Linked DNA regions of Sus scrofa: region 2 is linked to region 1. A link is a contact called in public Hi-C data. All regions are on one chromosome and are shown on one strand. Each heading gives the region's core, a stretch centred on a gene start, on an enhancer-like site or on the middle of the called end of the contact. The rest is flanking DNA. Distances are from core to core; before and after follow the strand shown.

The links. A called contact is a pair of places that touch in the nucleus more often than the background predicts.
Region 2: a Hi-C map of liver shows a contact between it and region 1, with 3 times the contacts expected there. The contact joins the promoter of RENBP here to the promoter of FAM58A in region 1. A contact is called at or near these places in 1 of 47 Hi-C or Micro-C datasets (liver) and 2 of 2 datasets of contacts at active chromatin or transcription factors (alveolar macrophages and skeletal muscle).

The regions. Positions count from the first base shown.
Region 1 is chrX:124,367,764-124,373,078 of Sscrofa11.1, forward strand. FAM58A (cyclin-related protein FAM58A) reads right to left here and starts at 2,309. Exons shown (of 5, transcript XM_003360487.4): 1 at 1,877-2,309. The coding sequence starts at 2,294.
Region 2 is chrX:124,667,493-124,672,807 of Sscrofa11.1, forward strand. RENBP (renin binding protein) reads right to left here and starts at 3,030. Exons shown (of 11, transcript NM_213900.1): 1 at 2,980-3,030; 2 at 2,614-2,723; 3 at 2,411-2,486; 4 at 2,134-2,209; 5 at 1,779-1,951; 6 at 554-778; 7 at 1-2. The coding sequence starts at 2,720.

The DNA.
Region 1 (5,315 bases), core at 1,059-3,558:
ACAGGAGGAAAAAAGGCCTTTGAGCACCAAACAGACGACACAAGTCCCAACGTTATAGCTAAAGATTATACGCGGCACTGGTTTGCAGAGGCTAGAAAAGCAAGAAAAGCAAGCAGGGTAACTGCCGAAGGCACCTGCAGGCAGCACAGGAAGAAGAGCAACATACTGAAAAGGGGACCGAACTCCAAAACCAGAGCGTGGTGGCTTGATTTAGGGGTCAACGCCCATCCCCCAGGCAGCTCCTAAGGAAATCACCGCACCGGGTCACAGAACCAAAACGAATTCACAACGACCAGGGTCAAGAGAAGAGTAAAGGGCACGCGACGGACTGAAGGAAGGTGGACAGCCAACAGTCGGTAAAATTATGTCCCGCACCCTCTACCTTCAAAGGCGTACTAGCTCCCCAGAGCTGCTATAACAAATTACCCCAAACTAAGTGGCTTGAAACAACACATATTTTTCTCCTCTCACAATCCTGGCTGTCAGAAGCCTGAAATGAGTCTTAGGGGGCTAAGCTCAAGGTGTCAGCAGGGCTGGTTCCTTCTGGAGGTTCCATGTGAGAATCCATCTCCCTGCCCTTTCCAGCTTCTAGAGGTGCCTGCATTTCTTGGCTGGCGGCCCCCTCCTCCAGCTTCAAAGCCAGCAGCTTCTAACCACGCTTCCCTCCTCACATGGCCTTCTCCTCTGCCTGTCTACTCCTGCTGCCTCTCTTTAAGGATGGCTTAATCCCATCTGCAAAATCTTGCCGCATGAGGTAACAGTCACGGGTTCTGGGGACGAGCATGGGGGAATCTTTGGAGGACCCACATTTGGCCTCACACAGAGGACAAGGGCGTAAACAATACATTTTATCAAGAAATCCTTGGAGAAGTTCCCGTCGTGGCGCAGTGGTTAACGAATCCGACTAGGAACCATGAGGTTGTGGGTTCCATCCCTGGCCTTGCTCAGTGGGTTAAGGATTCGGCGTTGCCACGAGCTGTGGTATAGGTCGCAGGCGTGGCTCAGATCCTGCGTTGCTGTGGCTCTGGTGTACGCAGCGGCTACAGCTCCGATTCAACCCCTAGCCTGGGAACCTCCATATGCCGCAGGAGCGACCCTAGAAAAAGCAAAAAGACAAAAAAAAAAAAAAATAGAAAGAAAGAAATGAAAGAATCCTTGGAAAGAGACACCTCAAGAACTTTGAGCATTTCAAGGTTTAAACTTCAGTTTCACAGTTAATTCCTACATGGGACCCCCTCAATCTCAATGTCAGATTAGGCAGTATGGCTGCACGTGCCCCTACAAGTCTTTTTCTTTTTTTTTACTTGGCAAACCCTCGCCCTAGGTTCTCGGTGTGATGAGACCTCCTCAACAAAGCTTGTCACGAGCCTCGCCAGCGGCATGATCCAAAAGACTCCATTTGACCAAGTGCCAGTGCCCCCGAGGCTGGGAGACAGGTGTGGCAGAAGGCACCGTACACTCAACCGAGATGCGGGCGCCCCGACTCCGCCACCTTTTAGCTGGAGCCAGTCCCTTTCCACATCCTCTCTTTGGGACTACGCGCCCGTCCGGGAAATGACAATGACCCTCTTGGCCTCGCAGCTCGAAGCCTAACACACAGGGCGTGACGGAAAGGCAGAGGCCGATACCCCTAAGCCGGGCCTCCCAGTGTTCGCTAAGGCAGCGCAGGCCCGCGTTCTTCCCTCTGCACAGCAGCGCCAGCTCCGCGTCTGGAGGGACCCCTCTTCCGGGAAGCGAGTCCTCGCGAGGCCAGCCCCTCCCCGCCCGCTCGGCGCTCCCAAGGCGGGCTGGGGCCCGCCAGGTGAGAGCGCAGCACTGCGGCCCGGCCTCTACGTCTGGTCCGCATGGGGCCCGCCCTCTTCCCAGACGCGGTTACCTGCCTCCATGATGAACCGCGTCACTCGGAAGTGCACCCTCGCCTCCGGTGCTGGCCGCCCCTCTGCGCCTCGCGCCGCGTCCCCTCCTCCGCAGGTCCCCAGGCCGACGGCCTCCATGAGGCCCCGCCCCACGGGCCGAGACCCCCCCCCTCCCCGCACCGGAAGGAGAAGCGTTCCCGACGGGCGGCGGCCGGTTCCCGGGGGTCCTCGGGAGGGAGCAGCTGCCCCGCCCCGCCCCCGGCTGAGCGCGCGCAGTTGCGCGCCGGAGGCGGGGCCTGCCGAGTGCGCAGGCGCAAACTTAAGCGCAGGCGCAGGCGTAGAGACCGCGGCTGCCTGGAGGCTGGCGAGCGCCTGCCCCGCCCCCGGAAGCCGTACACCGCGCCCCAGGAGCCGACGCCCCGCCCCTGGGAAGCTCATGCCCCGCCTCCGGGAAGCGCACGCTCCGCCCCCAGTAGCGGTAAGTCTGTCTCCCGGCTGAGTGATTGCCGGAGCGGCGCAAGTGCGCCTCGGGGGCGGAGCGGGGGCGCGCTCCTAGGGCCTAGGAGGTACGGAAGCACCCCCCCCACCCCGGCCCCGCCAGGCGCGTGAGCTACAAGTCCCTATGGTCCAACTAAGGTGTCGCTCCCGGGCTGGTGGCCCAGCGTGGTTTAGGACGGGAGCAGCTGGCTGTGTCTGCCAAGCCGCGGAGGGGGGGCGCTTACCGGAGGTGTCAGTGGCTCCTAACGGAGGGCGTGGGGGAGTTCCCATTGTGGCTCAGCGGTAAGGAACCCGACTAGTATCCTTGAGGATGCGAGTTGGATCCCTGGCCTCGCTCAGTGGGTTAAGGATCTGGCGTTGCTGTGAACTGTCGGTGTAGGTCACAGGCACATCTCAGATCTGGGGTGGCTGTGGCTCTGGCGTAGGCCGGCTACAGCTCCGATTAGAACCCTAGCCTGGGAATTTCCATATGCCGCAGGTGCGGCCCTAAAAAGACAAAAAAAAAAAAAAAAAAAAAAAGAAAGAAAGGAAGGAAGGAAGAAAAGAAAAGAAAAGAAAAAAAAGAAAGCCTGAGGTTCAATGTCAGTGTCAAAACCCGAATCCAGGTTTGCCAGTTCCCCAGACCCACAGATGAGCCCGGAAGGGAATGCTGTGCCCAGAATGAGGCCGTTAGGGCTGTTTGCGTGAGGGTCCCGCATCCCTTGGGGATCTGGTTGCCACTCACTTTTCCAGCCTGGCACTGTGGGAGCTCAGTAACGTTTGCCGAATGAATGGTGTTGAATATCCAACTCCCAGTGCCATCCTGCATTTCGTTGGTGGCTTCCAGGCATTAGGGGTGCAGCACCCAAAGGGCCTCCCAAGCTAGTGACAGACAGTCACTCTGGTCATTCTGATACATTCAGACGGTTGCTGTGACTTGAAAGAGCTGGGAACATTAAGAGGAAAAAGCCTCCCCCCCCCCCCGCCCACCCACCTACCCGGCCAACCTTGAGGTCCTTCTCCAGCCCCCGCCTTACTTAGCTCCCCCCGTGGTCCTCTCTCCACACCAGCTGGGTCACTTTCCTGGTGCTTCCGTAACAAATGACAGGCAAACTGGGTGGCTTACAACTGTAGAACTGGCCGCAATTCTAGAGGCCAGACCTCTGAAACCAAGGTGTCACCAAGTCTCTGCAGGAGGATACTTCCTGCCTCTTCCAGCTTCTGGTGGCCCCAGACATCTGTCCCTTGGCTTGCGGCTGCACCCCTCCCGTCTCTGCTGCGCCCATCCTCACATGCCGTCTCCTCCGTGTCTGCGGCTCTCGTTTTCTGTCTCACTTGTCATTGCATTTAGGGCCACCGAAGTAATCCAGGAGGCTGGCAAATAAGAGCACATTCACAAGGATCCGGGAGTTAGAGTGGGGACCCCTGTTTGGGGGGACTACCATAGCCCGTGACACCAGCCACCAGAGTGAGCTTCCTAAAACTCAAGGCGGGGGAGCCCCTGCCCTGCCTAACACCCTCCTTGCGGAATCACCCTGGTGACTGGCCCCTCAGGGCCAAGGCCTTGGGTAGCTCCCCAAAGGTTATGGTCTCCCAGGGGGGCCTTTGCACATGCTCGACCCGTGAAGGAATTCCTGCCCCACACCCTCCTCCCCAGCTCCCTCCGAGGGTCTTGCATGTGCTCGTGTGTGAAGGGGCTCAGGGCCCCCAACCTCCTGTGCTGCTGACGCCTGTCATGCCTTCCACGCTGTTGCTGCACTGGCAGTGCCACCCTCTCCCCACCCAAATGGACTCTGGGTCTTGGGAGATGGGGCCACTGCGTCCAGCTGCCAACATCCATGCATAATGCACCCCGCCCCCATGTACACACACGCAAACAGATGCACACGCACGTCAGACACTCCCCTCAGGTACCCTGGGGTGCACACCTGTGCACACATGCACACACGCATCCGGTATCACCCTTCCCCTGGCCCCTTGGCCCAGCGGCCTGCCTGTCCCCTCCTCACCCGCTGTGTTTGCTGGTTAAACAGCGCTGCTGGACTCCTCCTCCCCTGGGCCTTTTGTGGTGTAAGGAGTCTGGGCTCGGCAAGTAATAGGTGCCTGTGGCTGCAACTCGAGGGAACGAGTCAATGAACACATTCATTTTGAAAGCGCCAGGGCACCGGCACCCTCCTGGCACACAGCCTGGGCGCAGTGGTGGATAAATGAATAATTCACGAGCCACCACCAAACCTCTAGGCAAGGCCTCTCTCTCCCCTGAGGGGGCCCTCCCTTCCCTGCCACCTGCCACCCCTCCCATCTCCCTCCCAACCTCACCTGGGACTCCTCTCCAGGCCGGTACAGCAACGATGATCCATAAAGGCGGGGTATCCTCTCAGAAGAGGATTTGAGGATTGTCTGCCAGACCGCTGCCTCCTCGTCTAACCCTCACTGTGCCCTCCACGCTGAGCAAAGCGCGGCCTCCTTCTCACAGTGGAGTCCACTCAGGAGTGAGCGAGTGCGTCGGAGGAAGCCCAGCGGATGAGGCAGAGGAGAGGATGAGGCAGGAGCGCGGGAAAGCCTGGGTGCTCTTCAAAGGCAGAGGTGCCTTCCAGAGTGTTCGCCCGGCCGCCTCCTCCCCAAATGAAGCCCAGCCTCGTCCGGTCTGGCTGCTTGTCCTTGGAAACTTCCCGCTCCACTGCCACCCCTTCTTCCCCCTCGCCCCTCTCCATGGCACCTTCTGGGCATTGAGGGCAGCTGCTCAGGCCTGCCTCTGGGCCCCCTCCCTGCCCCCACTGCCTTCTGCCCACCCACCCCTCTCAAGTCCTCATCCACAACGCCGCTTGTGGCCCTGGATTCCGCGCTCTGCCCTTGGTCCCCTGGGCCGCTATGACTGAACACCAGGGACATTGCTTTCTCGGGCTTCTGCAGGCTGGTGGCCCAAGATCAGAGTGCCCGCACGGCCGCCCTCCGGGCTGCAGACAGCCAGCTGCCGGCCGG
Region 2 (5,315 bases), core at 1,780-4,279, 300 kb after region 1:
CTCTGCCGAGGGAGGAGGAGAGAGGCAGCTGGGCCTCAGCACCCCCCCCACCCCATCATCCAACCAGCAAGATGCCCCTCCCCTGCTCCCTCCCTCCTGATCTGCGGGCTTGGGTGGCCTGGCTCTCAGGAGCATTTGAGAGGGAGTCCATTCACTCCCAAGGGTCTGAGTGGGTTCTAACCCTTGCTCTGGGCCTGGGTGTGTAGGCTAAGACGCTGAACGGGGACTGAGCTTGGGTGGACTGGACTGCCCACAGAGGCCGGGACCAGCTTGGTTCTGGGCCGGGTTTCCTGCGCCGTGCGGTGTCTGGGGCTCTGACCCCCACCCTCGGGCCCTCAGTCCCCCCCAGGCTCCCCTGGAGCCCTCCTCCCCTTCCCGAGGGTCCCGGGCCACACCTCACCCTGGCGGGGCCTCCCCATGCCTCCAGGTGCCTGAAGGGGGCCTTCGGGGCCCAGCTGGAGCGAGGGAGGCGCCCCCCGGGTGGGGGCGGGGGCTGCCCTGCCCCTCAGCTCCCAGGGCCCGTCTGGCGCCGGTGTCTGCCCCCGGCCCCTACCTGGACGTGCTGCAGGATCCTCCGAGCGCACCAGTGCCCCAGCTGCGCGTAGCGGCCCGCCAGCTCCTCGTCCTCCTCCCCGAGCTGCTCCACCAGGCACAGCAGCATCATGGGCACTGCCATGGACTCCGAGGCCACGGCCCCGGGGAGCTGGGGCCGGCCCAGCCCAGAGGGGTCCTCTCGCACCCAGTGCACGATCTGATCCATCATGTCCACCGCTTCGCTCTGGGGGTGGAGGGAGAAGAGGCTCAGGCTGAGGCTGCATGCCATCCAGTCTGGTCCCCCAGGCCCTGATCTGCCAGGTCCCCAGGGCTCAGCCCTGGGGTGGGAGAGCTGTGTCCTCCCACCCACTCATAGGACGCCTCACCAAGGCCTGCTTTGGGGCCTGGGCCTGGTCTCGGGGTGCAGACCATTCCCGGGCAGTGAGGTCAGGTCTAAACGCCAGAGGGGGACCGAGCGAGAGGGGTGCAGGGAGCGAGCGGCCCCTCCCAGCCAGGGCAGCTCCCTTCAAAACTAAGCAGCGCCCTGCGGGGCCTTCTGGGGGATAGGCGTCCCCTGTGTCCCTCACCCCTTATTTGTAGGCCAGCGTTAGCCCCCTAGGCTTTCCCCAAGTTCCAAAGAGCAAACTTGACCGGAGAAGTGAGCAAAGGCAGAAACAAAAGAAAACAGTCCAACAAGACGAAATAATAACACTTTAGCCATGAGGAAAAGCCAAGGACATTCTAGCTCCTCCTCAAAGGCTGTAGGTGACATCCGGACTGACAAGACGTTAACTGCTGCCCAGGGGCACGTAGACCCCAGACCCGTTGGAACCAGAAGGTTGATGATGCGGCCTCCCGATGACCTCACCACCCACCCATCGGAAGAATGTCCCTGAGCTGAGCCGGCGCCCTGCGGCCCTCCCTCACCTGGCTTTTAAAGACCCTCCCCTGAAAGCCGCTGGGGAGTTTGGGTCTTTTGAGCACGAGCTGCCTTTTCTCTCTGCTTGGCCTCACGCTGGGTGCCCTGCGCTTTGGTTGGGAACCACCTCTGTGTCCAGGGTCCCTGTGGGGCTGTGGGAGCGGGGGCAGGAATACCCGCAGGCCCACAGTGAACGTGCGGGGGCCCAGAGGACGGGTTGCCGTCGATGACAGACCCGGCCTGCGGACAGGACCCGGGCAGCGGCTCGCACACGGGGCGCAGGCGAGGGCACGGAGCCTCCCCAGGCAGCCTTCCTCCCGCGCACCTGGTACCGTGCCTCCGCCGTCACCCTCCACAGCTCGTTCATGGCCATGGTGTAGAAGCACTCACTGAAGATGCTCCGCTGCACCTTGACGGGCCGGCCGTCCCGCGTCAGCACAAAGGCACACTTCTTTTCAGGAGGTGCCACTCGGGCATGGCGCAGCAAAAATTCGCCCCCTGGTGGTCAGGAAGGTGGCAGCTAGAACTCGGGGGAGGAGGGCCCCGCCACCCCTCCCTCCCTGCCTGTGAGCCTTCAAGGCCTTTCGTTGCTTCTAGAGCCCTCTAGGAACTAGGCACACGTGGTGCACGACTGGTAACTTGAAGGGGCCTCCACGATGCTGGGGACAGGGAGGGGGCACCTGCTTTAGCCGCATCCAGAAGCTCAGGGCGGTGGAAGCGCTCAAGCTTGCGGTACAGGCGACAGTACATCCACACCTGTTGCGGGCGGGGGTGGGGGGACATGGCTTAAGTCCTTAGGGCTGGGATGAGGGGGGAGTCCTCAGTGCCCCTGGCGTGGGAGGAAGGGTGCTGAGCCGACAAGCCCTGTCGGCGTGCTGACCGAGGCAGGGCAGAGCAAGCCCAGGTCCGACTCGCTCCCGCCCCTGGGAGAGCTGCGAGCTTGGGCACGCCTTGTACCTGCCTCCCCTGCAGCCAGACGTACTTGAGGTCGTCATACACCCGCCCGTCGCGGCCCAGGCACGTGAAGAAGCCCCTGTGGGACAGGCAGCATTAGCAAAGGGGCCAGGAGAAGCCCAGCAGAGCCGAGTCAGCTGCGAGTGAGGCGGGGGGCTCCGGCAGGGCAAAGCCCCTGCTGAGGGCTCCAGCAGGGCGAGGCGCACCCGTGCTCCCGATCGTGGGAGTGCTCCAGCCAGAAAGCCATCACGCGGTCCAGCTCTTGGCCCACACGCTCCTTCCAGGCCTGCAGAGTTTCGCGCTCCTTCTCCATATCCTGGGGAAAAAGTTGGGGCTTGGGGACGCAGCTACCCCACAGGCCCCCCCATCTTCCCGGGTCCCAGCCTCCCCTGTGGGCTCCTTGGGGGTCCGGGTCACTCCAGGCTCTGGGGAACCCCAGGGTTCCCTAACCTGTGTCCCCTAGGTCCCCGGGCCTCAGCACCCTGCCTTCAGGGTTCCCCCCAACCCCCTGTGCAGATCTGTCCTCGGGACAACACCCTCCCCGGCCCCGGCCCCGGCCCCCTGCCACTGGCCTGCCACACTCGGAGACCCCCCGCTCAACCCTCCCTCTCCTCCAGGAAGCCAGACGGAGCTGATCGCTGTCCCGTGACTGTCACTCAGCTGACCCAGTCTAGCCCCACCCACCCCCTCCTCTCCGGGGTTCCGCCGGCCCTGGGGGCGGGGCCTGCGGCGGGGGCGGGGCTTGGCGGGCGCGCGGCTCCGCCCCCAGCCTCGGCCCTGCCGCGCCCCTCGGTGGCAGAGCCCCGTGGAGCCCCCTTCTGGAGGCGCCCTGGCTCCTCCTGGCGGGAAGCGCTGGGTGAGCTGGCAGGACCGGCTGGGACCCGGGGAGGGGTTGGGGGACCGCAGGGCCGTCTCTCCTCCTCTGGCTGAGGCGGGATCACTGTCTACTCAGGTGGTCAGCGTCGGAGCTCCGGCTTCCATGCTTTCTTTGATAAGGCCATTGATTAAGGTTTGTGGCTTGAGGCTCCGGGGAGTACCGTCGCTGCAGGCCCTGTTTACGGCGGGGGGGGGGGGGTAACCTGTTTCACGTCCAGGTGGACGCCAATCTCTAACCCGCTCTTAGCGCGAGGAAAGGAATGAGCAGAATGGTGGTGACTCTCAGTCTAAGGATGAGGCTCAGGGGCGCATCTCCAGCCCTAAGTCCGCTCTTGGGCAAGGAGACCGGGCCAGGCCAATGGGAGAAAACCACATCTTCCTGGACCCCACGTTGGTTTCCCCCCATCTTTAAGGGATACAAACCCCTCTAGGACAACAGAAGGGGGGGCTCTTCTCCCCCCTCGCCGCTGTCCTGGGAGCTGTTTGCTTTCTTGTGATAAAGACTTGGCTTGCTTGCTGCCTGTGTGTTCGCCAAGTTCATTCTTCAGTTCCGGGGTCAAGAACCCAGATTCCAGTAACATCTTTCCGGCATCGTAGCCACCTCTGCCTCTCACCACCCCAGGAGGGCGTGGGGTGCAGTGGGAGAGGGAACAGCTGGAAATGCCTGAACACCGAGCCTCCTCGGGCCTGGGACCCACAGGATGGGCAAGTCCTCCGATGAGTCGGCTCCTGGGCATCCGACTGCACTGCGAAGGGCAGAGTGTGCATGCTGGCTGGCACCTCTCTGCCCTCAGCTGCCCAAGTTCTCCAGACCTGGCTACCAACCCCCAGGTCTGGTTCTCGTGGCTCCTGGGACCTCCATTTTCCCAGCCAGCAGAATTATGTGCAGGGGAGGCGTTGCAGGGCCCCGAGGGTGTGGCTTGGGGAAGCTTGGACTTTTTGGGGGTCGGTGGTCCTGTCTCCTGGAAGGATGGACGGCAGCCCGGGCAGCGTGCAGAAGCTTGGCTCCCGGGCCGTAGCTGTGCGGGGGGCTCGCGCTGCTCTGGGCTGCTCGTCTGACACAGCAGCCGCGGCTGTTTGGCAGGCAGAGTCCTTGCAGCAGGTGGACCCCCCCCCCCCCGACCCTCAAACAGTCGCCCTCTGCCTGGGCTCCCTGGAGCTGCCCTGCATTCCCCCCCCCCGCCCCCCGCCTTACCTGGTTCGCGGGGTCCTGGCTCGCAGCTGCCTGTCATTGGGTTGTGGCGTAGCCCTGGCCTTTCCAGGCCTTCCTGGGACTCGGTCTCCCTCAGGCCTCGCCCAGGACGAGCCTTGGGATGTGGAGGATTCGAAGGTTCCAGTGGACGGGGCCTCAGCCAATCCAGCAGTACTCCTCTGAAGAGTGCGCTGTTTAGACCAGAGCCCAGCACTGGCGCGGCCTTGGCTTCCAGAGTGCAGGTGAGCAGAGGGGCGGTGGGACACCCCCGCGGCCCCCACGGAAAGCACCCCCTGAGCCATCTATCATGGGGCTGGCAGATCCGCACAGGCCCCTCCCCTTCCGGGGCCAACTGCACAGGGACCCTTGGCCCCAGCCAGGCCATGTCTGTCAGGCCTGGGCGTCGCTCCTCCTGCTACAGTCCTTGGGGCACCTGTCCACCCCTGTCCCCGGGCCTCAGCCCCTGCGAGGCATGGGGCGCCTGGGCTGACGCAGCTCAGGGTTGCTGTGGAGGGGGAGCCGGTGCCATGGTGACCTGCCAGCAGGGGGAAATGAGGCGGGACCGAGGGCCCCAGTCAGGAGCACGGGGACCGGGCAGCATGGTGCTGCTCCCTTCTGCCTGGCTGGCACCCAGGCTGTGCTGGGGCTCTGGCCTCTCCCCAGGCACTCTGCCCAACTAGCCCTGGCGGCGCCACCACTCCAGATATTCCCCCGCCCCACCAGTGGCACCGTTACAATGGGCTCAACGCAAGTTCTGCTGCTTCCCCTTCGGGGGCCTGATGGGTATGTAGGAAGGGCCAGACACGGGAGCCACTCTGCCTGACCCGGCTGCCCCGCAGA